Regions from separate parts of the Mus musculus genome. Here region 1 is linked to region 2. A link is a contact called in public HiChIP or PLAC-seq data. All regions are on one chromosome and are shown on one strand. The core of a region is the stretch at or near the end of the contact, and the rest is flanking DNA. Distances in the headings are between cores, read along the strand shown.

Evidence for each region. HiChIP or PLAC-seq counts read pairs in DNA pulled down with a chosen protein or histone mark.
Region 1: an H3K27ac HiChIP or PLAC-seq map of microglia shows a contact between it and region 2, with 4 times the contacts expected there. The contact joins two enhancer-like sites. A contact is called at or near these places in 3 of 39 promoter capture datasets (3T3-L1-derived adipocytes and hippocampal neurons), 14 of 484 Hi-C or Micro-C datasets (B cells, the G1E-ER4 cell line, Th1 cells and 7 more), 8 of 115 datasets of contacts at active chromatin or transcription factors (CD8 T cells, bone marrow-derived macrophages, embryonic stem cells and 4 more) and 4 of 9 other capture datasets (adipose tissue, embryonic stem cells, liver and 1 more).

Annotation. Positions count from the first base shown.
Region 1 is chr6:134,227,904-134,230,807 of GRCm38.p6, forward strand. The region is part of intron 3 of Etv6 (ets variant 6); the gene reads left to right. Among named protein-coding and RNA genes, the nearest start is that of Gm38908, 6.5 kb to the left of the region's middle. Within about 2 kb of position 1,623, at least 5 of the 459 cell types and tissues checked have an H3K27ac peak or open chromatin away from gene starts, as enhancers often do. A contact at or near this core is called in microglia, where this site is marked.
Region 2 is chr6:134,050,771-134,053,470 of GRCm38.p6, forward strand. All of the region lies in intron 1 of Etv6 (ets variant 6), which reads left to right. Among named protein-coding and RNA genes, the nearest start is that of Etv6, 16 kb to the left of the region's middle. Within about 2 kb of position 1,266, at least 34 of the 459 cell types and tissues checked have an H3K27ac peak or open chromatin away from gene starts, as enhancers often do. A contact at or near this core is called in microglia, where this site is marked.

The DNA of each region.
Region 1 (2,904 bases), core at 373-2,872, 180 kb after region 2:
AGTTCCAAAGTTGAGCATAGCTGTATCTGCCTGCAACCCCAGCAATGCGAGCCGGTGACAGCGATGTACCAAGAATTCACTAGCCACCTAGCATAGCCAAAATGGCGAGCTTCCGGTTCACTGACAGACCCCGACCCAGACGGTAAGGCGAAGGTGATGGAAGACACCTGGTGCAGTCAGGTGTACACACCCCGACAACCCACACACACACACAAAGAGGGGAACACAAGCAGACATTCAGATTTTCAAAATTCATGTCAAAAGACAGGATTCAAGCTGTTTTGAGTTTCGCTGTGTATATGTGGACCCAGGATAATATAAAAGTGTTAGGGCATAAAACTGGAGGGTACAGACATTTTCAGTTCCCAGCACTCCTTCCAGGGAGGAGCATAAGGGAAGCCCCCAGCTTCATAGTAAATCATCTGCAGCACGAATGGATCTGGGCCTTGCATAGAAACACGCGCATTGGCAGCTGGACCAGCTGTTGACTCTGAGTGCAGAGACCTGGGTTCCACTGCCTACCACTGTAGAAGTGCCAGCTGTGACCAGTTATTCCTTTCCTGAGTCTGAGATTCACAAAGTTGGGCACACAGTTCTATGGGTCAACCTTTGTTTTCAGTAGGCGAATGGAGAACTTACTGTAAATACCCTCTGCGTTCCAAAGATCTCTTCCTTACTGTTAACTTTACGTCTGTGATGCAGAGTTGAAGGTTTTTAATACAGGCTTAGGCTTATTCAAAAGGGTTAAGAGAGGTGCAGGGAAGAAAGTAAACAATGCCCAAGAGCAAGGATGTGGGATTCTCAAAGAAAAGTCACAGAAAGCAGGATGTACCCAAGTGTGCACAGATTCTTCAAGGGAGAGTTGCCAGTGTTACATATGATATCCTGCGCTGGCATGATGGTTCAGTGGGTAAAGACTCTTGCTTCCAAGCCTGTCACTCTGAGTTTGATCCCAGACACACGTGGAGGGAGGAGAGAACTGGCTTCCACAAGTTGTCCTCTGAATACCACATGTGTGCTTTGCTTTGTGTCTCTTCTGTAGGCGCAAACCCACAAGCACACACACACACACACACACACACACACACACACACACGATAATATTAATTAAGAAAAGGTAAATGAGATTGTCTACACACTGGAGAATTTAAGGAATCCATCCACAGAGCATGTAAGTGTTAAAGGAGCAAAGGGTAGTAGTGGCTGTGGAGGGAGGTGCGGGGCCACCCTTGCCTATTTAGGAAGTTGTAGGCAAGACATGTTTTTGAACACTCTGGAAACTACAACCAGGGTATAGGAATTTCAAGAAGGCCATATTCCAACTCAACACAACTTTCTACCAAGTAGAATCATCAAGAAAAATGGTTTTCTTATGCCAGGGCTGGCTGCCCATCATAGGACTTACACAGCCAAGGCTTTTTCTTGGCAGGGGAAGGGGAGAGAGGGGACTCCTAGAGAGCAGAAGTTTAGGCCAATCTCAGACATTTCTAGAATTCTCTTTAAGGCCTAAGACTCCAGGCTCTTACAGGTACTTCGTTATTGACAGTCCAAACACAGAGCATGTATGGCACACTGCCTCTTCCGTAGTGCTTAGCCAGCCACTTCCTCTGTGCAGGCTCCTGGTTGCTGCAGACCCAGGCCTGATCCAGCTGTGCCCACACTCAGGGTCAAAGTTAAGTGTGCCTGGCAGAGCTAGAACTCAGGCTCCCACAGCTCCCAGCCATCACCACGAAAGGCATTGGCATGGTAATCTAACTGCTGCTTATGGAATAGGGTTCAAGTAAGCAGCCGGCAGAGCCTGCTGATGCGCATGCATCCCTCTTCTTTCTTCTGTGGGAAGGTCTCTCTGCACAGCCCCTTCCCCTGCCAGCTGCTGGAAGCAAGGTTAAAGCATCGTGAAGGCAGAGCTCATGCCAGCAGTGCTGGGGTTAGCTCAGTGTGGGAGGATGAGGGGCCCAGGCAGAGTGGCCATGGACCACCTTCCCTTTCCTCAAGTGGGAATGAAGAACCCAGACTTTCCTCCTCAGTTCTCCACCCAAGACCTGAGTGGCCTGGGCCACTCAAATGACCTCAGTAGTCAGAATGGTATCGGAACAGGGCGGGTGCCACTGAAGCAGTGCTGGGGAGCTCTTCCTGGCAAGCCTGTGCTGGTCTCATTGTGCGGATTACCTCAAAGGACATGTTTAAGGAGGTATCTGTCATACCCAAGAGCGTCAGCAACTACAGAGAAATGAAAACTCCAGGGGCCAGCAAGATGGCCCTGCAGGTAAATAAATGTGTGGACCATGCAAGCCTGGTGACCCAGGAGAAGGTGCAAGGACAGAACCTACTCTACAAGGTTACCTACCCGCTGACCTCCACACCCGCACTGTGTGTGACAGGCACATGCTCGCACAGGCGCACGCACACACGGTAACAGTAAGTAACTTCTTTTGAAGAAATGAGAACTCAGACATGAAAGTGGCTTCTTCCTCCTAGCCCTTGTTTTAGGTCTTCTTTCCGGCCTGAGGAGGTGTGGGGACACCAGCTCTTTCCCGGGTGCTGATCTTCAGTATCCTCGTTGAACTTCTATGATGAGCGGGAGAGGTGGGCGGTACCGTCTGCGTCTTATAGAGAAACCCAGGAGCTTGCTCAAGGTGACCTGGTCCCTAGGCTGGCAGTGTCTGCTGCAGTCTGTGCCCCTCACTGAGGGAATAGCGCTGAACACTCTTCGCAGTCACTAAATTTACATTTCCTGGCCTCCCCTTCCAAAATGGATACACTAATTGCAGCCTTATTTTTTTTAATAGTAATCATCAAGAACACATTTCTTTAATGTTTGCATTTTCTATTCTGCATAATGCCAAAATAAAACATTGATCAGATCTACAAGCTCAAACCCAGTATGGCCATGTAAATTAGGAA
Region 2 (2,700 bases), core at 16-2,515:
ATAGTAGATGGATGATGGTCTGGCCAGTCACCTCTTCAGTGTAAAGTCAGCGCTGCCACAAAAGTGGATGCTGACCCTTCTTTTGTCTTTGTCTTTGTCTTGTCTTCTCTTGTCTTTCTCTATCCATTGTTGCTGAGTGGTAGCAGTGGTTGTTTTGAGACTGGGTCTCCATGAGTACAGGCTGGCTTTGAACTTGCTACGTATGTAGCCCTAGGCTGTCCTCAGACTCCTAATCTTCCTTCTTCCACCTACTAAGTTAAGTGCAGAGATTGTGGGTCTGTGCCACCCCGTCTTGTCGAACTGTCCCTTTGTCAGGTTCCTAGATCTGTAACTTTAAGATGGCTGGCGTGCTATGCTTTCCGGTCATCAGGACAATCTAGTTCCATGTGGTTTATACCGCAGGTCAGTCTCCTCTGCTCCGATGTTGCTGGCGTGCTTCTGGTTCCGAGTCATCTTGCTTTCTTTTCCTCCTGGTCTCCACTCTTGGGCCCTGTCTTAGGGTCACTACTGCTGTGATGAAACAAAATGGCCAAGTCAACTTGGGGAGGGAATGTTTTATTCTGGATATACTTGCACATCACTGTTCCTGAAGGGTGGAGATCAGGACCAGAACTCAAACCAGGCAGGAATGTTGGAGGCAGGAGTTGATTGAGGCAGTGGCCACGGAGGGGTGCTGCCGACCGGTTTGCTTAGCCTGCTCTCTCACAGAACTCAGGACCACCAGTGCAGGGGTGGAGAGCACCAGCCGTACTGGGCTGGGTCCTCTCCCCTGAATGACTAATTAAGAAAATGCCCTACAGGCTTTTCTGTATCTTATGGAGGCACTTTCTTACTTGAGGGTCTTTTTCTCAGATGACTTTAGTTTGTGTCAAGTTGGCATAACACTATCTAGCCCAGGCCCCCTTCAGTCCAGCCAGGAGTAACTTTTTTTTTTCCCAGACAGCCCTGGCTGTCCTGGAACTCACTTTGTAGATCAGGCTGGCCTTGAACTGAGAAATCTGCCTGCCTCTGCCTTCCGAGTGCTGGGATTAAGGCGTGCGCCACCGACGTCTGGCTAACTTATTATTATTATTTTTTTTTAATGAGAAGTTCTTGTGGCCCTATTCTAACCCCAACTCCACCCCCATTTGACCTCAAACTCACTACATAGCTAAAGCTGGCCCCATACTCTGATTTTTCTGCAGCCATCTCACCAGTGCTGGGATCCGTTTCTGGCTCTGCACTGACTCCTTGCAGCTCATTGCTTTTGTCAAGCCAGGCACTTGACATTCTACTTTTCTAATACTGTGTTCCACTTCCCCTTTCAACAATACGGCCCACTCAGGCAGTACTGCACTCGCCCCAGACCATATGCTGAACTTTTCATGCCTGGAATCGTCCCCTGATCCTCTCTCTCCTGGCAGCCTTCTTGTTATCCGAAGCCTATTTTTTCAAAGCTTTCTCTGTGGTTGCCAGACACGGCATTCCCACAACTCATTGAACTTGCCTTTTGTGATTGGCAATGATCCGGTTATAGATGACTGGCTTATTCTTCTCCATGGTCTGAAAGCCCAGACAGGGCAGGAATCTAATGGACTCATTCTTACATTTTCTGTTTCTAACACGGTGCCTAGAAGGGAGGTAGGCACCTTGAATCCAAAGCATTAGGGAAAATGCGGGGGAAGTAGGCTCTCGCGTAACCCAGGCTGGCCTCAAACTAACCATAAACTAGAGATGACCTTGAACTTACGATTCTCTTGTTTCTACATGCCAAGGTCTGTAGGTGGGAACCACCTTACACAGTTTGTGAAGGCTGGGGGTTGAACCCAGGGCTTTATGCGTGCTAGGCAGGCACTCTGGCAACTCAGCCATATGTCCATGGTTTTGCATTAGATTTCTGAAACCAGCTCGTATTTACTCAGTTTCTCTTAAGTGGATGCTGGACTGACTTCGTGATGTGAAACATGAAGTCTTTGTACTGTTGAAGTCCTGAGGAAATTCTCCTTGCCGATAGAAGATAGAAATCGTCCTGTTGAAGCCCTGTGGAAGACCACAGGACAAGCATAACACAGTCCAGGCCCAGGATACACAACAAACAATTCTGTCCACTCATACTTTCTCTCTCTTGGAGCCCACCTTCTAGAGAGGAACATAGCCTGAGAAAAAGTTCAAGATTCCATAGGCTGCCTGTACCAGATGTAGCCTGGATGCCCTAGATGAGTTGGCTGGTACTCCCATGATTCTCTGCTGTGGCATGGGTGGACTGTGTCTGGGACAAAGAGCTAGGGGCTCTTTTTCATAATCCTCTGCAGTCTATCTATGGCTGGCTGAGAGGCTCTCCCAGGCGAACTTGCGACCTTGTTCCTCCAGCTTGTTCCCTCACTGGTTGGTCAGCACCGATTACCTGTGAAGTTTCTGTGAAGTTCGAGATTGCCTTTTGAAGAAGAGTATGGCACTGTCCTTGCCCCAGGGTGGGCTCTTCGTAGCTTTCTCTAAAGCCCATGTTTCCTTCAGTGCTGGCATTGGTGCCAAGAGGAGTGGTTCTTCGGCACCCCCTTGGTTTCATGGCAGTGCCTCGGGACAGACCCGTGAGAATGACTCAGGTTCCACAACACTGGGACAATGTCCTTGTCTTATCCTTGGTGTGACAGGCAGCCTCAACATTTCTGTCTGCGAAGGGCAACACTACGGTGTTTGCTCATACAGCAGATTCTCTGATGT